Linked DNA regions of Mus musculus: regions 1, 2, 3, 4, 5 and 6 are each linked to region 7. The links are chromatin contacts, called in public Hi-C, promoter capture Hi-C and targeted proximity ligation maps. All regions are on one chromosome and are shown on one strand. The core of a region is the stretch at or near the end of the contact, and the rest is flanking DNA. Distances in the headings are between cores, read along the strand shown. Region 1 holds the start of Rela (v-rel reticuloendotheliosis viral oncogene homolog A (avian)). Region 2 holds the start of Syt12 (synaptotagmin XII). Region 3 holds the start of Rhod (ras homolog family member D). Region 4 holds the start of Scyl1 (SCY1-like 1 (S. cerevisiae)). Region 5 holds the start of Sipa1 (signal-induced proliferation associated gene 1). Region 6 holds the start of 2010003K11Rik (RIKEN cDNA 2010003K11 gene). Region 7 holds the start of Klc2 (kinesin light chain 2).

What was found. Hi-C and Micro-C count contacts between places; a contact is called where the count stands out from the background. Capture Hi-C pulls out chosen DNA fragments and counts their contacts.
Region 1: a contact with region 7 is called in a targeted proximity ligation map of pancreatic cancer cells. A contact is called at or near these places in 3 of 130 datasets of targeted methods (effector CD8 T cells, extraembryonic endoderm stem cells and pancreatic cancer cells).
Region 2: a targeted proximity ligation map of pancreatic cancer cells shows a contact between it and region 7. A contact is called at or near these places in 1 of 39 promoter capture datasets (cranial neural crest), 2 of 130 datasets of targeted methods (bone marrow-derived macrophages and pancreatic cancer cells) and 1 of 9 other capture datasets (adipose tissue).
Region 3: a contact with region 7 is called in a promoter capture Hi-C map of adipose tissue. A contact is called at or near these places in 2 of 39 promoter capture datasets (liver and stem cell-derived epiblast-like cells) and 1 of 9 other capture datasets (adipose tissue).
Region 4: a targeted proximity ligation map of pancreatic cancer cells shows a contact between it and region 7. A contact is called at or near these places in 2 of 39 promoter capture datasets (both in liver) and 3 of 130 datasets of targeted methods (bone marrow-derived macrophages, microglia and pancreatic cancer cells).
Region 5: a contact with region 7 is called in a Hi-C map of CD8 T cells, with 4 times the contacts expected there. A contact is called at or near these places in 4 of 39 promoter capture datasets (hippocampal neurons, neutrophils, pre-B cells and 1 more) and 1 of 484 Hi-C or Micro-C datasets (CD8 T cells).
Region 6: a promoter capture Hi-C map of adipose tissue shows a contact between it and region 7, with 2.3 times the contacts expected there. A contact is called at or near these places in 3 of 39 promoter capture datasets (cranial neural crest, embryonic stem cells and fetal liver), 2 of 130 datasets of targeted methods (bone marrow-derived macrophages and pancreatic cancer cells) and 2 of 9 other capture datasets (adipose tissue and liver).

The regions. Positions count from the first base shown.
Region 1 is chr19:5,636,242-5,638,941 of GRCm38.p6, reverse strand. It overlaps Rela (v-rel reticuloendotheliosis viral oncogene homolog A (avian)), which reads right to left and starts at 1,401. Exons shown (of 11, transcript NM_009045.5): 1 at 1,101-1,401; 2 at 484-510; 3 at 240-391; 4 at 1-87. The coding sequence starts at 1,107.
Region 2 is chr19:4,475,854-4,478,553 of GRCm38.p6, reverse strand. Syt12 (synaptotagmin XII) reads left to right here and starts at 1,411. Exons shown (of 8, transcript NM_134164.5): 1 at 1,411-1,619.
Region 3 is chr19:4,438,069-4,440,768 of GRCm38.p6, reverse strand. Rhod (ras homolog family member D) reads left to right here and starts at 1,326. Exons shown (of 5, transcript NM_007485.5): 1 at 1,326-1,549. The coding sequence starts at 1,418. It overlaps A930001C03Rik (RIKEN cDNA A930001C03 gene), which reads right to left and starts at 1,446. Exons shown (of 3, transcript NR_045990.1): 1 at 1,380-1,446.
Region 4 is chr19:5,770,007-5,772,706 of GRCm38.p6, reverse strand. Scyl1 (SCY1-like 1 (S. cerevisiae)) reads left to right here and starts at 1,288. Exons shown (of 17, transcript NM_023912.3): 1 at 1,288-1,487; 2 at 1,844-1,984; 3 at 2,155-2,504. The coding sequence starts at 1,377.
Region 5 is chr19:5,662,357-5,665,056 of GRCm38.p6, reverse strand. It overlaps Sipa1 (signal-induced proliferation associated gene 1), which reads left to right and starts at 1,350. Exons shown (of 17, transcript NM_001164480.1): 1 at 1,350-1,453. Pcnx3 (pecanex homolog 3) reads left to right here. Exons shown (of 35, transcript NM_144868.3): 35 at 1-422. The coding sequence ends at 4.
Region 6 is chr19:4,497,219-4,499,918 of GRCm38.p6, reverse strand. It overlaps 2010003K11Rik (RIKEN cDNA 2010003K11 gene), which reads left to right and starts at 1,336. Exons shown (of 2, transcript NM_027237.2): 1 at 1,336-1,675; 2 at 2,305-2,700. The coding sequence starts at 1,400. The coding sequence ends at 2,403.
Region 7 is chr19:5,116,923-5,119,622 of GRCm38.p6, reverse strand. Klc2 (kinesin light chain 2) reads left to right here and starts at 1,325. Exons shown (of 16, transcript NM_008451.3): 1 at 1,325-1,501; 2 at 2,191-2,429. The coding sequence starts at 2,202. It overlaps LOC115489018 (a long non-coding RNA gene), which reads right to left. Exons shown (of 2, transcript XR_003952889.1): 2 at 291-2,700.

The DNA of each region.
Region 1 (2,700 bases), core at 152-2,651, 520 kb before region 7:
CACAAGTTCATGTGGATGAGGCCGGTGAGGTGGATCCTTGGTGACCAGGGAGATTCGAACTGTTCCTGGTCCTGTGTAGCCATTGATCTGTCCAAAGTACAGAGTACTCTAGTGGCCAGCAATCCCTAATCTGGCTCTTAGACACAGGGCACGGTGACCAGGAGGCAAGTCTGCTGGGGCTGCACAGTGCGTTCCACCACATCTGTGTCCCAGCGACACCCCTGGGGGCTCTTGCTTACCTTGATGGTGGGGTGTGTCTTGGTGGTATCTGTGCTTCTCTCGCCAGGAATACTGCCCGCTGAGCGCCCCTCGCATTTATAGCGGAATCGCATGCCCCGTTGCTTCGGCTGTTCGATGATCTCCACATAAGGCCCAGAAGCCTGGGCTGGCTCTGTGGGTGACACAGTCAGCCATCAGGTGCTATCCCCACGGCCCCGACTCCAGGACAGCCCCTGACTACTGAGGATGGATGGTCCAACTTACCTGAGGGAAAGATGAGGGGAAACAGATCTGAAAGGGAAAGACAAGGCACATTGTCAATAAACTCCAGTGCCCACCCTCACCTGCGAAGGCCTGACAGAGCCAAGCTCCCTCCCTTCCAAGAAAACTGAGCCAAGACCCTGAAACCTGCCCTGACAGAGGCCGGGGAACTAGAGAAAGGGGACACAGAGGCATTCCTTTGCCAGGGGAAACTGAGTCAGTGCCTGTTTTACGTTCATAAGTGACACTGAGGAGGGGGTAATACCCTCCTCTCCTCTTCTGGGGAAACTGAGTCAGATACTTTCTTCCTTACACGGAAAGGAAGCCAGAACTAATCGCATCGACACGGGGGTGGGGGGAGCCGGAGGAAACGGAGTCAAGATTCACCCGTACCCCCACCCAGGAGGGACACTGAGTCAAGGCGCCCTCCACTGAGAGGGGTAACTGAGTCAGACCCCCTCGCAGCCCGCCCCGCCCCGTGCCACCATCCGGCCTGCCGCTCCCTGCGCAGCAACCCGCGGCGCAGAAAGGGGCGGAAGACGGCGCGGGGAGGGGGGAGATTCCGCCGCAGGCCCCGGAGCTCTAGGGCAGCCATCCCCCGAGCCAGAGGGCAGCCTCACCGTCCATGGTCAGGGTCCCGGGGGCGGGGCCGGGGTCGCAGCTGAGCCCACGGCGCGCTAAAGTAAAGCCATTCGCCAGAGGCGGAAATGCGCGGCGCGCGCCCGTCGTCGCGTCACTGCCCGGAATCCGGCCGCGCCTGCGCGCTGAGCCGCCGCCACCGCCACCGCCGCGCGTGGGGGGCCGAGAGCAGGTGCGCGACTCACGCTGGGCGCGGAAGGTGTGCGGCGGGCGCGCGGGCGGGGACACCGCAGCGCGGCGGGAGGACGCCGAGGCTGTTTGTCCCGAGGCCGGCCCGACTACAAGCTCCGCAGCGCGGCTCGCTCGGGGTCCCGGTCCCGTTCCCGGCCCCGCCTGGAGGGCGGGCCCGCGATTACTCACTCTGTTTTTAGGGGATTTCGGGTCCCGTTCCCCGCCCCGCTCTGATCTCAGGAGTTTGGTGATGTCACCCTGGCCGGGACTGGAGCCGAGCCAGGGCTGGTGGCAGGCTGCGGCCATTCGCCCTGCGCAGGGAGAGGCCCAGGCCTGCTGCTCCCGCGGAGGCCAGTGACTGAATTCCACACGTTTTCCTAAGCGTGCAGGGGCCTTCTGGGGACCCGCGTGCTACGGGCCACATGCTCCCCAACCTAGATCCGGCTGCGCGCAGGAGTGCTTCGCGGAGCGAGCGTGCTGCATCCGACAGGCCTTAGGGTAGAGGGGCAGACCGAGGACTAGGCAGACACCTGTACCTCTAAGAGTCCCTGAGAGCCATGAGTGCTGGAAGAGCCCCAGGGCTTCGTCTGCACACATAGGTGCTGTCTGCTAAGGTTTAGATCTTTAGGGATCTCCGGAACCAGCTAGGGTCACACCGTGAACATCTCCTTCAAGGCCTCCCAGGAGTCCAGGCTCCAATGAGGAAAGCGTTTGTAGGGAGCAAAAATTGCCATCTAAGCCAAGGGCAGGTGTGCAGATTGAGTGTGGGGACTCTGGCCGGAGGACGCAACACATCAGGCTGCCTCCACTATGCCAGAAGGAGGAGGCGCCTCCCGGGCCACAGGAGGTTTCAGCACTCAGAGAAAGACTTATTTTCTCTAAATTAGGAAATCATGTGGGAATTGGAAAAGATTGGAAATTCTGAATTGCTTTCCCAGGCTCTGAAAAAAACAGGAAGACAAAAGTGAAAATAGTTACGCCCCTCCCACTCATTTCAGTTTCTCACTTGGCGCAGATTAGAAAAAGCAGTTTAATATTTTGCGAGGGCGGATGTCAAGGCGACAGAATGAATATAATCTCCAATTAATGGCACACAGCCATCATTGGTCCTCACATGAACCACTTGTAAAAACACATATAGTTACAATTTAAGTTAATATGAATACCAGCGTCCTTACTAAAAAGTAAAGGCTAGAAATGAGAACTCAGTAGTTTTTGCATAACGTTGCAGGAAGCTGGGATTTGATCTCTGACTCCAGGATGCTCCAGTAATCCCAGCGCTCATGGGGTCAGACGTTCAACGTCATCCTCCTCTACATAGTTTGAACCCATCCAGAACTACAGAAGATGCTCTTTAAAAAAGGATGGTTGCAGGCTGGAGAGATGGCCCATCAGTTAAGAGTCGATAAT
Region 2 (2,700 bases), core at 162-2,661, 640 kb after region 7:
AAAGCGTGTGCCACCGCTGCCCAGGAAGCACTCTTAAAAAAAAAAAAAAAAAATTAAAAACGAAAATGGGTTCAGTCTTGCCAAAGCTATAAGTAGCCTTGAAGGTTAGTTAAATGGGAAATGGCACCAAATGTCCATGGTCCAATCCCTAGCTCCAAGACAGAACTCACTTCTTTTTCAGGTCCAGAAAATGATGGTGCCCCCTATAGGTGAGGGTGAAGTTGCAACCTCCCTTTGGTTTTCTGGACCAAGCTTGTCTGTCTGCTCTCCACACTACTCTCAGACAACCCAGCCTTTTGGTATTGGCTCTCCATGAGATTGTCAACTTCTCTCCCAGACTCCAGATCCTCCTGGAGGCCTAGTCAGGTGTCTTCCCAGCTCGCTGTTCTGGTCACTGTGTCCAGAACAGGTGCCCCGCCGCCCCCTCCTGAAGGGCAACACCCAGCCTCTCCTAATACCCGACTTATCTTCCTGCCAGACTGCGCGGGCAGGGAGGGGACCTGTCCCTTGTTCCCGGAAGATCGCCCACGCCTGGCACTGTGCCGAGAGCCTGGGTGAGAGCGTCATAAATATCTCCTGAATGATTCATTCATTCCTTGGAAGAGAAAGTATGACCCTTAAGAGGTTAAAAAAGAAAGTCAGGTGTGGTGGCACATGCCTTTAGTCCCAGCAATTGGGAGACAGAGGCTGATATCTCTGTGAGTTCGAGCAAGGCCAGCCTGATCTACTTAGTGATTTCCAGGACAGCTAGGGCTATAAAGTGATTCATTCTCCCATTCTCCCTCTCTCTCTCTCTAAAAAAAAAAAAAAAAAAAAAAAAAAAAAAAAAAAAAAAAAGACTTTGAAGTCATTTGGCCTTCATATCCACCCTGGGCCTTATCTCAAAAAAAATAAATAAATAAATGGAGTGGCCGCCGATGAGGTCATTGCAGAGATTACAAAAGATGATGTCGGTAAGTGACCTGGACTGGTATAGCGTACAATCACAACTCAATCATGGAAGGAAATATCAGCCATTCAGAGAAGGGAATACTGCTGGCTGCGCTGCTCGCTGGTCTGATTTTGTGAGTGTGTGTGTGTGTGTGTGACTCTCTTGAGTCCGTTTTACAGATAAAGAAACTGAGGCCTAGAAGGAGAACAACATAAAGGGAGTGGGGTGCGCCCCTGGTGAGCACAGGGTTCCCTACCCAACACATCCACAAGCCTGCGATCCCAGGGTCCAACTTGGCTGCCCCCCCCCCCCCCAGGACCCTCACGCGCTTGGGGATCTCCGACTAGATCCTCGCAGCGCTGCTCTGCTCCTTGGAGTAGAGAGAGCGCTCGGGGTTGTCACTTTAAATTCAAGAAGGAGCAGGCGAGCGGGCGGGCGAGCGCGAGGGAGCGCGCGGCGGGCTCCTGGGAGCGTGCCCGGACTGCGGCGCTGCTCCATTCGGCCGCCGGGCCCCGCGGAGCCCCCATCGGTGAGGCGAGGCTCCAGCAGGAGACGAGCGCCCCGCTACACTGCAGGGGTGGCGTAGCAGCGGGCGGCCGAGCGCCTGTGAGAGCCAACTGCGGGAGGCCAGCGTGGGAGCAGAGATAGAACCAGGAGTCGGACCCGCGTCCCCTCCGCGGAACCCCGGGTGAGTAGGCACCCTGGCCCCCACACAGAGCGCGGCAGGCACAAGCGCCCTGGGCATGGACGGGCGGACGCACTCAGTCCCTCTTCTTAAGCCCGAAACCCGGGGCCCCTCACACTCCGTACGTCTGCACCCCCGCGCTGCGCTGGCACACCAACGCGGGGCACAGAGCACGCCCGGCGCCCTTCCCCGGCCCAGCCACTCCGCGCACTGCGCATCGCCTGGCGCCAGCTCGCCCGGCCCCCATGTGCACACACGCGGTTCACCCGGCTGTTTACACACCTCCCCTGAGCTCGCACACCGCACACACCCCTCACCTTCACACTCAACACCTTGGCTGTCCTAACTGCCCCTGACCTTACATCCCGTTGGGGGTCCCTGGCCAGTGCCCCCTCCCAAAATTCCAGTGTGGTGTGAGGGTATGAGGATCTGCATCGTAGGGGGCGCGTCGCATCTCTTCTCCAGGAGGCCTACGGGAAGAACCTAAGGGTTCCTTGAGCTTCACTCGAAGCTGTGTATAGACGGGAGCTGAACATGGGGGCAGTAAACGGCATTGTAGGTGAAGGAGCCCTGAGCCTTTCTCTTTGGTGGGCATGGTGCTGCTAAAAGACTGTCTCGCCTTACAGTTGATGGGGACAAATCCGTTGAGAAGAACCTGGGAAACAAGCACCTGAGCTGTTTAGCCAGGGTGCAGAGTTTGCAGAGCCTCAGAAGTAGTCCTTATTAGAAACTAAGAAAGGCAAGGGAAGGAAACCCACCTAGGTGTTAACAATGCACCCAGTAAGGCCAGGACAATTACAATTATACACTCACCTCACCCCACCCCACCCCCAATCCCAACCCCAACCCCCATTTCCAGTCCTCTCTGAGCAATGTGAAATCTTTCTCAAGCAGCCCAGAAGAGTGGGACCTCCCAGCCTGGGGTCCAAACCTGGCTTCATCCTACTAAGTGCTTGCTAGTGACTTGGATGGGGCAAGTCACTTTTCACACCTTGAAGGGCTGGAGTCTCAGCTGCTAGGCCACCCCTCCCTACATTTCCAGGGCTGACAGGGAACCCTGGACTCTCTGGGGGCATTTCCTGAG
Region 3 (2,700 bases), core at 77-2,576, 680 kb after region 7:
TCCTGGCTTCACCTCATCAGTATTGGAATTAGAAGCATGGATCTCCAAGCCCGGTTTATGTGGAACTGGGAATGGGACCGAGGCTTTCATGAGTGCTGGTTAAGCATCCGGGCAGCGCGGCTACATTTCCAGCCCACTTATGCTCACCAAAAGTTAAAAAGAAAAATCTGATCACAAAGAAGGTTGCGGAGATTTAGAGAAAAGTAAGATTTATTCCTGAAATCCAAAGTGCTCCACCCTCCAGATACTAGCTCCTCAGCCAAGTCCCGCCCTCTGTCCTGTCGCTAAGAAGTGGGGGCGTGGCTACCTTGCTCCAGTCTCTTCGAAGAGCCCCTTTTTCCTTTCTCCTGTCCTGACACCTCCTATTCTAGGCTTCTCAGAGTCGAGGTTTTGATCGGAACAGTGCAGGGTCCCCAGACTCTAAGAAACTAAGGATCATCTGCATTGATTAAACATTATACCAAAGAGCTGGAGAGATGGCCCAGAGGTTAAGAACATTGGCTGCTCTTCCAGAGGATCCCGGTTCACCCACATAGTGGCTCATAATGTCTGTAACTCTAGTTCCAGGGTTTCCGAGTGCAGAGGACACCAGGATGCATGTCTATGTCTATACATGCAGATAAAACGCCCACACGCGTAAAAAATAAAACTAAAAGGCCATCATACTATATACCATAATATGAACCATTCATGACATCTGCCATGTGCCAGAGCTAGCTCTGAGCTCTACAGATGGACGGTTCCATAGTTTTCCTTAGCTCACTGGCTGCCTGGGTGAGATGCGTGGTAATTCCACCTTCATTGAAACTTCCTGGAGCTGGCTGAAGAGGTCCTGCAGTGACCCACAAGGGCATGCCCGGGCCACTCCTTTCTCATCTGGCCTACAACATTTGGAGGAGGTCCGCAAATAGCAGAAACTCATATTCATTCATTCATTCATTCATTCATTCACCCACCCATTCATTCATAAAAATAACCTCCCACCCATGGCAGATAGTCCAGGTGCTTCCTCCTTCCCTGTCCCCAGCCTCTCTCCAAGTACTTGTCTACTCTCCCACGAGCCCTGGGTGCCCTCTGGAGGCGTAGGTCTCCGCTCACCCCTGCGGCCTCAGCGACTGCACGCAGTAGGTGCTGCAAAAGTCTTTCTTGAGTGTCTAGACAGGACGCCAGGAGACCGGACCCCAGGAGCGTCCACCCTTGGGCGGGCGCCGCACCCCCATCTTGTCCCGGGCTTCTCACCTGAGCTGGGTGTCCCCCGCCCCCCGGGCCGCCTCCTGTCCCGGCCGCCCCGCTCCCACTTCCTCCCGCCGCCCCGCCCCTTCCACATTCCTGTCCCGCCGGGCCAGCCCCGCGCCCGCCGCAGCCAGCCCGCCGCGTACCGCCTGCTGCTCCGCGCACCGCCGTCCGCCAGCCAGGGATGAACGCGTCCCAGGTTGCGGGAGAAGAGGCGCCGCAGAGCGGGCACTCGGTCAAGGTGGTCCTGGTGGGCGACGGGGGCTGCGGGAAGACGTCACTGATGATGGTCTTCGCCAAAGGGGCCTTCCCAGAGGTGAGTGCCCTCATCCTTGGCCCTGCGCTGGGGACACCCCCCATGTGCGGGTCTGCTGAGAGCTGCCTCGAAAGAACCCAGCTCTAGCCTCCTAGGGGGAAATCTCAGCAGGGCCTGGGGTCGAAGGCAGAGTTTTTCAGTTTTAGCCAGTAGAAGCAAAGTGGGACTAATAGCACTTAGGGGGAGGGGTGTCACAGGGACTGAATTGGGCCACCTAGGGAAATAGCAAATCCTACGAGAGCAGTTGTTGTCACTACTTGGCGACGAGAGTGTGAGGACTTTGGAGCTCGACTGGCAGCAGTAAAATCAAGCCTTTGCCTCTTACAGCTGTGTGCCTTTGGGCAAGTCCCTTAACCTCTCTGAAGGTTAACTACATGATAGGACTGAAAGCCCCTACCCGAGCGTAGTATAGAAAAGAGTGCTGAAAGTTAGTTGCTGAAAGTTAGTAAGTGATGTTCGTCGGGCGACATCACCTCTTCTCCATCCACTATGGTGCAAATCCCCATGCTTTACCCTAGAGAGGAAAACTGGAACACCGACCCTTCTCTGAAGAGTCTGATTATGCCATACTTCGACTCTAACCAAGCCTCAGTTTCTCAGAGCAACCTGATAGGGGGAAGAAAGCTGGGACAGTGAGGCTGAAGGCTGATGGCCGGCTCGGTGCGGTACCTGGTTGCATCCTGGCTCTCTGGGCTTGTCACTGTGAGTCCTCAAGGACCCCATGACCAGAACAGTGGCTGAGCCCTCCTTCTGTGCCTCCACGAGGAGTGGGGGTCCTGTGTGTTTGTGGGTTTGCCTTCAGCAGCAAGCCTTCTTTTCCTGTCCCCACGTCCTTCTGGCCTCTGGGATTGTGCAGAAGTGGGTAATTTGATGGAAGGAGCCAGAGAAGCTGACCTGGCAAATAGGGCACAGTCTTGCTTGCTACTCTGAATACCAGTGGTTTTTATGGTTGTTGGGTTTTTTTTTGGGGGGGGGGGTTGTATTTTTGTCGTTTTACTTTAGTGGTTCCTGTTTTGTTTTTGAGACAGGATATTACTGTGGAGGCCTTGTACGCTCAGTCCTCCTGTCTCTCGGCCCAAGGATTGCTCAGATCACGTGTATGCACCACCATACCCATCTCACAGCCTTTGGTTTTGTGGTTTGCAAAGCTG
Region 4 (2,700 bases), core at 39-2,538, 650 kb before region 7:
GGGTTTTACTGCTGTGAACAGACACCATGACCAAGACAAGTCTTATAAAAAACAACATTTAATTGGGGCTGGCTTACAGGTTCAGAGGTTCAGTCCATTATCATCAAGGTGGGAGCATGGTAGTATCCAGGCAGGCATGGCGCAGGAGGAGCTGAGATTTCTATGTCTTCATCCAAAGGCTGCTAGTGGAAGACTGACTTCCAAGCAACTAGGGTGAGGATCTTATACCCACACCTACAATGACACACCCATTAGGTCACACCTCCAGATTGTGCCACTCCCTGGTCCAAGGATATACAAACCATCACAGAGGTATTTTCTTAATAGGAGTACACTGGGCCAACCATATACAAACTATCACAGGGTATTGGCGCTCCTAAAACTGGAGTTATAGGAGGTTGTGGGCCAACAGAGGGTGCTGAGAGACATTCTGGAAGAAAAGGTTTATTCCTGGCTTTGCCATGTTCCAACTGCCAGCTCAGCTCAGTGACTCAAACATCATTCCCAGCTTCAAGCTCCTGCAGGACTCTGGCCAGCACCCATGTCCACTTTGGACATACTTCTCTAACAACAGTTTCCCAGACCTCTCAGGACATTTGTGTCACCCCTTGCCTATCTCCACCTCAACCCCACTCTCAAGGTCTCAAGTACCTTTATTGTAGTAACTAAATTCCTCGCTGAACCCCAAATCTGCCCATTGCCTGTTGAAGGAGCGTTTGGCTTAAGAGATAACCATTGGAGTTTGGAGAGACCAGGGGTTAAGAGCACTGACTGCTTTTCCAGAGGTCCTGTGTTCAATTCCCAGCAACCACATGGCAGCTCACAACCATCTGTAATGGAATCCGATGCCCTCTTCTGTTGTGTCTGAAGCCAGCTACAGTGTAGTCATATACATAAAATAAATATATCTTAAAAAATGAGAGCAATAACCATTCTCCTCACTACTATTACTTTCCAATCATACTGCCTGCCACTAGTAGCCTTTCTTTTCTATCTCCCCATCTCTTTCCACCCCTGCCCCCCCAGGTTTAGATAGGCCCTATTGTCACGCTCACTTCCTGAACCCCTCCCCTCTTCATTCTACAACGGTTGCACTCACTACTCTCTATCACACTCAATTTTTCTATCTATACAAGGCCACAAGTTGGGAGCATTCAGATGACCATCTTGGCTCACCCTTCCGGTCACGCTCCGCCCTGCCCAGGGAGGTCTGCCTTCAGTCCAGCCTCACTCCCGCAAGGCCCCACCCTAAAGCTCCGCCCCAACTCAAACCCCGCCCATAGACCAGACTGGCTCCGCCCTCGCCCCGCCCCGCCCCGGCTCGGGCGGCCGGAGGACCCGGAGTGGAGGCTCCCGAGCCCGTGGCGGCGGCGACGATGTGGTTCTTTGCCCGGGACCCGGTCCGGGACTTCCCGTTCGAGCTGAGCCCTGAGCCCCCCGAAGGCGGGCCGCCCGGGCCCTGGATCCTGCACCGAGGCCGCAAAAAGGTGAGATACTGCGCTGCTCCGAAGGCCGCGGCCGACCTCGGCCTTTCCTACTATGTATGCCGGCTTCGCTGTGTCGCGCCGGGCCTGACGTGGCGGCGACCGAGAATCCCGGCAACGGGCTGGGGAGCGGGGCGAGCAGTGACGACGTGGCGGGCGGAAGGACCGAGGGACGGACAAGCAAACCGGACGGGGGTCACGTGGGCCTGGCTAGCTCCTTCAGGGCTGTCCTAGGGCGAGACTGGCTGGAGTCCCTTCCCTTCTGTTTTGGAGATGGGCTCGGAGCTGCTGTAGCCCAGGCAGGTTGGAGAGATCACCCGGCCCGTGCCTCTCAGGTTGCTCTGTCTGTCCTCCACCAGGCCACAGGCAGCGCAGTGTCCATCTTCGTGTATGATGTGAAACCGGGAGCTGAAGAGCAGACCCAGGTGGCCAAAGCTGCCTTCAAACGCCTCAAAACTCTCCGACACCCCAACATCCTGGCCTATATCGATGGGTTGGAGGTACCTGTCGCCCGATCTACCCATCTTACTCTCCTCAGGCCCTCACTTTGTACCCAAGTGCTTCAGTAGCTTCAGATTTGGTATCTTCTCCACTGCCTCTTTCCCTGTCACGCCCCTCATCTTCCCTTCCTCTTCTGGCACCGTGCCCTGATACCCCTTTTCTTACTCAGACAGAAAAGTGCCTCCACATCGTGACAGAGGCTGTGACCCCCCTGGGAACATACCTCAAGGCACGAGCAGAAGCAGGTGGCCTGAAGGAGCAGGAGCTGTCATGGGGGTTACACCAGATCGTGAAAGCCCTCAGCTTCCTGGTCAACGACTGCAACCTCATCCACAATAATGTCTGCATGGCCGCTGTGTTTGTGGACAGGGCTGGCGAGTGGAAACTTGGGGGTCTGGACTACATGTACTCGGCACAGGGCAACGGCGGGGGACCACCCAGCAAGGGGATCCCGGAGCTCGAGCAGTATGATCCCCCGGAGCTGGCTGACAGCAGTAGCAGAGCAGTCAGAGAGAAGTGGTGGGTGCCCGAGGTCACCGTACCTTGATCTGCCCGCACTGAGGCTCCTGGACTCTGGCGACCCCTAGACCCGCTGGGAAACCCCTTCCCTTGCTGCCTGCCTGGCAGGGGAAGCAGGATCTCAGGAGGAGGTGGTTGGCTAAGAGGGACAGAGTTTGGGTGTTCGGTGCTTCTGGATTTGAAAGCTGTGTGTTGG
Region 5 (2,700 bases), core at 101-2,600, 550 kb before region 7:
CTGAGGAGTCAGCCTGGCCTCTGCTGGATCGCATCCCGGGACTCAGTAACTCGGACTCTGCTGGACTACAGAACTGATTGGCTTTGGCTCTGGTGTCTGCACCCTGATATCTGGCTACTTCAGTGTCACAACTCAGTGACCTAGACTTCTCTCCCTGATCCGTGGCCTGGATCCCAAACTGAGGCAGCAGCCTCCTAGCCAGGCCCTAAGAGCCAAACCCATGGGCTGGTCCCTCATTGGAGCCCATGGCCAGGACTGACTTTGCCTCTGGGGCCTGCACTGCCCCCAAGGCTGGCCTCCTTAGCCTGGACCTGGGGCCCGATATGTGGCAAGGGTGGGTTCATTCGTTCTTTTGTCATTTTTCTTTCTTTTTTTTTCTGTGCTTCAGAGACACCAAATTAATAACACTATTTTTGATTTTGGTTGGCAGTTTTATTTTCTGTGGGACGAGGTGAGGTTGGTAGAGGTGCCGGAGGCAGGGAGGCTGAAGTCAGAAGAGTGTGAGGGATAAGGGGTCAGACTGCTGGGCTCCAGGCAGACATGAGGTGGGATGGGCTGCCTTCCTCACCTGCCTCTGCCTTTCTTTTTTTTTTTTTTTTTTTAATGGTTTAAGAGCTTTATTATAGAAATGCAGGGGGGAAGAGAAAAGGTAGAGAGAGAGAGTGTGTGGGGACGGGGAAGGCTAGAGAAGAAGAAAGAGAAAGGAGAGAAAAGACAAAGGGAAGAGGAGAAAGAAGTGAGAGGATAAAGGAGAGAGCTGAGCCTCTGCTTTTCAAGCAGTCCTCTATGCCCAGGTGGCTCACACATCCATCAGCCTTGATCTTGATCAAAGACTGCTCAACCTCATTTGTTCCAAGCTTAAAGAAAATAACAGGTGAATAGAAAGGATTCTATTTCGTTTTTGAGACAGGGGCTTACTATGTACTCCCTATGTACATCAGGCTGGCCTTGACCTCAGATCCACCTGCCTCTGCCTTCAGAGTGCTGGATTTAATGGTGTTCGCCATTGCATAAATGGTAGCCTGTGTAGATCAGTTATCTAGCTTGGCCCAGCCCTTAAAGAGTGAAATAGTTTCTGGCCCTAATACCTGCTGTCTGCTGAGCCACAGCAGGACACTAAGTGGCCTCTAGCGCTCCAATTGGTCTGGAAGGCAGGTACATTTGTTCCCATTTCTCGGTGAAGTCACTGACTGGGCTAGGACCGGGAGTTAAAAGAGCAGCTGAAGGCTGGGACAGAGAACTTCAGGCTGTCCGGGGCTGCCTAGGTTCCTGTCGGAGGTCCCCACCCACTGTGCTTCCCGCCTTAGACAGCTCCCGGGTAGTCCCGCCCCTCCACTACGTACCGCCTCCATCCTGGCCCCGCCCCCAGGCGGAGCGGAGGCGCCGGGAGCGGTGTGAGCAGGCAGCGGGACCTTGGTGCGGAAGGCAGCGGTGGCCAGCTTGAGCCCGAGAGGTACTGGCGGGATCAGGGATCGGGAGGCACCAGGTTCGGGCTGGATACCCAACAAAGTAGCCTGGACGTGAACCCTTGTAGTGTGGGGAGGAACGGGACTATTGGCTGCTTTCGCTACACGTACCCCACCCAACCTCCTGCCCCAGTCCAGCCCCGAGTCAGCACGTCCAGTGTTCTGTCTCCTGCTGGCAGCTCCCACTCCCTCCTCTGCATGAGCAGATTCAGAGCTCCACTGAGTGGATTCATTGGTTCTGGACTTTTCTCAGCAATGCTGGCAGCTGCTCCTGCTGCTGAGTGTGTGGGGCTCCCCCTATTCTGGGGCTCCCCTTTTCCCAGTGTGACCTCTTTCCCAGCCTTTGCAATCCTGAGTCTGGCCTGGGAGGAAACATCTGCAGCACTCCCTGGCAACAGAAATAGGGTCACGACCTCCAGATGTGCTGGGAAGCATCCAGCGCCTCCTCCTGGGGCAGCCAGGCCTTCCGGATCTGTGGGGGCGGGGCACCCCCCTTTTCCCCCCTCAGTGACACAGGCTGCAAGGAATGTCCTGGCCTCAATGGACCTTGTGTGAAGATGAGGGGTGGGGGGCAGAGCCCAAGTACACCCCTTAAGGCAGGGCCAGAACAAGAGGGAGCTCCTGGACTGGGCTGCACACATTCCCAGGGCTCCTCCCGGCACTGCGGCCTCAGTCTGTGCCCACAGCTTGGTCTATGGACCTGGGGCCTGCACAGTTCACACACGGACATAGTTGGCTTCACCTTTCAGTTTCCAAGGAGTCTTCAAAGAACTCATGAAGTGCAGCATCAGAGCTTATCCTAGAAGACAGACAGACAGACAGGAAGACCCTGAGGAGGTCTGCTCTTGTTTGGTTCTGGAGACCCAGCTGAGGGGCACCGTGGAGCTGCTCCCTGTCCCCTCCCAGCCTGGCCCCCTTGATGCCACTGGATGATGCAAAAAAAAGTACTAATGGAGGCCTGCCCCTGCCCCAGCTGTTGGCTCCATTCCTAGCTCACGCCGAGGTAGGCTCGGCCTTCTCACACCTTTTGCACCTGCCTAGTGTAGCTTCACCACATTTCCGCACTTAGTAGGTCCCTGGGGCCTTGGGTGTTTCAGCCTTACATCCTGTGAGACCTTGAGCCTCTCCCGTCTCCCCTCACAAGGCTGCCTTACTCCTACGCACACGGGCAGAGTAGGCAGGTGCAGCTCTGACAAGTCCAGAAGCAGCAGTTCTCAACCTGTGTGCTGGGACC
Region 6 (2,700 bases), core at 87-2,586, 620 kb after region 7:
CTGTCTACACAAGGCATGGTGACCCATACTTGTAATCCAAGAATTCAGGAGGTGGAGGAGGGCAGAGATCAGGAATTCGAGATCATCCTCTGCCACATAGCGAGGCCCATCTGGGCAACATAAGACCCTGTCTAAGACAAAAGTCTGGCACTGAGATAATATTTACTATAGGTCATTTTTTTCTTTGTGTCTCTGTATGGTGTGTGAAGGGATTATGTGTGTGTGTGTACACTCGCACACATGTGTGTAATCTAGAAGTTGACACTAAGTGTCTTCCTCTGTCATTCTCTACCTTTAATTTTTTTCCTCTTAGTTTTTGAGAGAGGAACTAGCTGTGTAGACCAGGCTGGCCGAAACTCACAGAAATTCCCCTGGCATGAGCACTGAATGAGCCACCTTGCCTGGCCTCACCTTTTTACATTTTCAAATTACATTTATTTGTGTGTGTGTGTGTGTGTGTGTGTGTGTGTGTGTGTGTGTATTGTGTGTTCTTGAGAGCCACAGCGCATGTGTGGTGGAGAGAGGAAAGCCTGTGGCAGCCAGTTCTCTCCACCAGGTGAATCCCAAGGATCAAACTCAGGTTGTCAGGCTTGTCAGCAAGTGCCTGTACCCACTCGACCACTCCTTCCCCTTAGTTTTTGAGACAGTGTGTCCCACTGGGTCAGGAGTTCACCAATGCAGCTCAGACAGGGACTGCAAGTCCCAGAGAGTTTCCTGTCTCTCCCAGGTCTGGGATGACAGATGCATATCCACCTTTCCACAGGGGTACCAGGGAACCCAACCCAGATCCTGTGCAGCAAGCACTTTATGAGTGAGCCGTCCCCCCAGCCCCTGCAGGTCACGATTTTGGATGTGTGCCGCTGACCTCCAGAGCACTTTTCACCTTGTAAAACTGAAGGTCTGGAGCCATGAAAACAAGTACCGTCCACTGTCCAGCCCCTGCCTTACCCGATTTCACCCTGGTAGTTACGGTTTTGACTGTTGTAGAATGAAGCTATTCTGTTCTCTGTCCTGTTGTAGAAGTAATCTTTGCTTAATGTCAATGAGATGAGTGGTACGGCCAGCCAAGGCCAAGGCCAGAGGAGGCCGGCAAGGTCTCCAGGGTGGTGTGGTCAGAGAAGGCTGTCTGGAGGGAGGAGGGAAGACAATAGGAACCAGCCTAGCATTCAGAAGGATCCCGAGCTGGAAGCCAGCCTGCGCTGTATAGTCCCACAGGGTGAGAAGTCAATGGAGAGAATGACTCAGAGATATTTGGCCTCTGTGGCCTGCCCTTTGGTTTATGACAGCCACCTCAGCAGCACTGACCTTTGTCTACAGGTGATCTCCCATCATATGAGTGAAGGCACCAGGCCATCTCACAAAGCTAGTGGCTTACCGACCAGTGCTAGCTTCTAGGATCATGGGGACCAGCCTGCGTAGCCAGTCCTTTAGAGAACCCCGGCCCTCCTATGGGAGGCTCCATGAGTCCCAGGGGAGGTCTCTGGATGGCCGACTCCACAGAGCACTGAGCCTCAGACTGGGCCGTGAGAAGTCCAGGTCGCAGGTCCCCGATGGCACGGAAGGGCTGGAGGTCTCTGTCCAGGAGCGGCTGCCAGGGACCCTGGGAGACAAAGAACAGCTGATCCAAGGCCAGAGAGGAGGAGGCAGCCGGCGGTGGCTGAGACAGTACCAGCAGGTGTGGCTTCAAACTGAATTATCACTTTCATGGGGAAGGGTGGGGACTCCGGGCAGCAAAGGGTTAAGAGCACAGCTGACCTGAGGAAAGCCAAGCAAAATACCCAGGAATTGAATGCATTTGACTAAAAGCAGTTGTGATTCCCCTCACCCCTGTGGGCACTGGGGATTCACTGAAGGTTGGAGGAGGGTGGGCAAATGGGGTCTGGGTGGAATATGGTCAGAGCTGTTTCTGTTTTGAGATGGGGTCTCGATAAGTAGCCCAGAGTGGCCTGGAACTCTTGATCCTACTCAGTGTTCTGAGTGCTGGGAGTGCAGGCATATATTACCACACAAGGCTCTGAGAGCTGTATTAAGATGATTAATGTAATACTATGTTGCAAGGGTGACTAGAGCAGGAGGCAGGCAGATTGGCCAATGCAACTTCTGGCAAATTACCGTCTGTACCTCTCACACAGGATGAAGAGTAGATTTGCCCCACCCCTCCTGGCCCTTCGTCCCAGGGGGAAGGGTCTCCCCTCCCCCCAGGAGTTTAGCTTCTCTTTCATGGCTCTACCCCCACCTGGTGGCTGTGAGTGGAACACCACTTGAAGCCACTGCTATGATGTTTCTCCTACTTTGGTCTTCCAGCATGTGAAAAGAAGGTGGAGGAGTTTTGTCGCCAGCTTCCCCAGTGTGACCCTGAGTCAACCAGCCTCCCCAGAGACCTTGTTGGACACCAACAACTAAAGCTGCTGTGACTGTCCCTCACTCCACCGGCTCTGCTCCTGTGTCTTTTCATCTGCCCCTGCATGGCTTTTCTGGACTCTGAACTGCTCCAGCTTTTGAACTTTGTCTTGTGACCCAAGGAGGCCTCTGCCACCAGATCATTCAAAGCCCCCATGTGGCTGCTCTTCTTGGTTCTGGCACCTATCTCTTAGCAAAGATCTCCATAGGCCTGAAGAGGAAATACCTGGCTCTCTACCTTTTGGGTTTAAAGACTCCCTGGACTGGCATTTATGAAGGTCTTAGGGACCTACACAGAAA
Region 7 (2,700 bases), core at 76-2,575:
AAATGAAACTCAAGTCCTGAGCAGGAGAAACAAATGCTCTTCACCACCGAGGCATCCTTTCAGCCATCCCCTCCCCTCCGCACGCTTTGTAAGGTAGCCGTCTACTGATTGCTACCACATTCTCTATCTACCCCAGGCCCCAGCCAACAGGTGATGACCTACATTCCAGAAGGCAAAACAAGAAAAATGTTAGAAAGGCCGATGTTGTGTCAGCACCAAGTGGGTGTGGAGTAGAGATGGGAAGAGTACTGTAGAATCTAGTGGGATAGGGACCAAAGAGGCCGTCCTAGTTAGAGTTAATATTGCTGTGTGGAAACACAGTGACCAAAAGGGTTTATTTGGTGCACTCTTCATCCAGTGAAGGAAGTCAGGACAGGCACCCAGAGAGAACAGAACCCAGAGAAAGGAGCTGATGCAGAGCCCATGAAGGAGTGCTGCTTCTGGGCTTGCCCTCTGAACTTGCTCAGAACTGCCTTCTGGCCTCACCTACCCTGGCCTGGGCCCTCCCACAACAATCAGTAAGAAAACAGGTTTTCCTGCAGCCCGATCCTATGGCAGCATCTTCTCAGCCGAGATTCCCATCTGTTCAATGACCCTAGTTTGTGTCAAGTTGACATAAAACTATCTAGCACAGAGGTCTTTCCTTCCGAGTTGGTGACACCCAATCTGAGGCCCCCCAATGACACCACCACAATCCAAAGGCACTCGTCTGACCTCCTTATCTGGTCAGCAGTATCCACCCAGATATTCCCCTCAGGGGCGTGGATCTTCTCCCTTCTCCACCGACCTCCACACGCTCCTTCCCACCCAATTCTCCTTTTTAACCAGAAGCCTCCTTCTGTTCCCTCACAAAGCAAACCTAGATGCTGAGAATTCCCTACAGGCACAGTCACCTCCGAAGCCGGTAAGAGGTGCGTCTCTAGAGCGCGGAGGGGGCTGGGGGGTCAGATGTGTGAGAGGTGGGTAATGGCAACACCCACCTCACCAGCCCTTTGTGAGCATTAAGTCAATGCACTAAGACATCGACAAAAACACTTGACAGTCAATCAATGTGGACCGACTCGCTCTGGAATCTGAGGAGGTCGGCCTTCTTGCTCCTCAGTCACTCTGGTCCGGGGTCGGAGCTCCGCAGAGCGCACAGACCTGGAAGCTCTGGTCCGAGGGGGCGAGTCCAGCCACGCCCCTCTGCGTCCCGTCTGGGCTGGCCCCACCCCGAAGCCGGCCAGGCCTGCGGGGCCCCTTTAAGGCAGCGAGCTGGCCGGCTGGAGCGTGTTTCGCCCCCTCCGACGCCGCCGAGGTAGCGGCTTCACCTTTAAGGCGGCGCGGGGACTGCTGGGAAGGCCGGCGGGATGGAGGCAGCGAGACGAGCTCACGGTCGAGGATCCGGGTGAAGCGGGACAGGAGCAGGAGCCGGAGCCGGGCCAAAGCAGAAGGTGCAGGTCGGCGCCGGCCGGTTGGGCCGGGAGACCCAGTCAAGCCGGACAGTGAGGAGCGGTTGCAGGTCGGCCTAGAGGAGGAGTCGTCGTGGTCGTGGGCGCGGCCTGTGGGAGGACCCGACCGGCCCGCGGGGAGGGGGCGCGGTCCCGGGCTGGGGCTGGGAATCCGGCCTTTTCTAGGGAGGGTCTGCGGGCCTCAGGCCAGCCTGCGGGAGGGGTCGTTGTGGGCGCGGCCTGAAGAGACCTGTCCCGAAACTAAAGACCGCAGTCTCCCCGGAGCGGCGGGGGCGGGGACGGGGTGGCGGGGCTCGGTCGGCCCTGGGGGAGGGGCTCGTGGTTCCGCTTGCCCTGGGAAAGGGGCTGTCGCCAGGGCTGAGACCCAGTTGCCCGGAGAGCCTGTGGCGTCTGACTTGGGAACGCCTTGCAATGCCCTAGTGCTCTGTGTACCGATTAGGACAGTTCCGAATAACTCTCGAAGATGGGCTTTAGATCAACTGGCCTGAGCCGGTGGTCTGGGGCGGAATCGGGGTCCAGCCTCACTTCAGTCACACCGCATTGCGTCTCCCTAGGCTAGACGAGCCTGGCGCGCCCCCTGTAGGCCGCGTGCTGGCACGGCGAGGACTGCGGGCTGAGGGATCTGGACATCCATAGGGACCTAGGCGTCCGGGGACCTCCCGGTGTTTACCTAACTTGGGGTGGACGGCGGTGTGGCCCTAGGCCTGGCGTCCGCCTGCCCCACCCCTTGCCTCCACAGACGGCACGACCATGGCCACGATGGTGCTTCCTCGAGAGGAGAAGCTGAGTCAGGACGAGATAGTGCTGGGCACCAAGGCGGTGATCCAGGGTTTAGAGACCCTGAGAGGGGAGCATCGTGCCCTGCTAGCTCCCCTAGCTTCTCATGAAGCAGGCGAGGCCGAGCCGGGCTCACAGGAGCGCTGCCTCCTCCTGCGCCGCTCCCTGGAGGCCATCGAGCTGGGGCTTGGGGAGGCTCAGGTAGGTCAGTGTTGGGGCTGTGGTGGAAGATTACCCGAAGGGCCCTGGTGATGTAGGAACACCCTCAGCAAGGAAACACAAGTCTTTCAGAGCGTCACGTTAGGACAATAAGCAACGTTCAATGAATACACTTTGGAAATGCCAGCCCTGCGCCCTGCCCCAACGGGCACCCTTACCTCACACTGAGCTATGCCATTCAGGCCTCATTCTACCTAACAGACTGGGATGACAGAAGAAAGCAGAAATACTTTAGTAACCTCCCCTCACAATA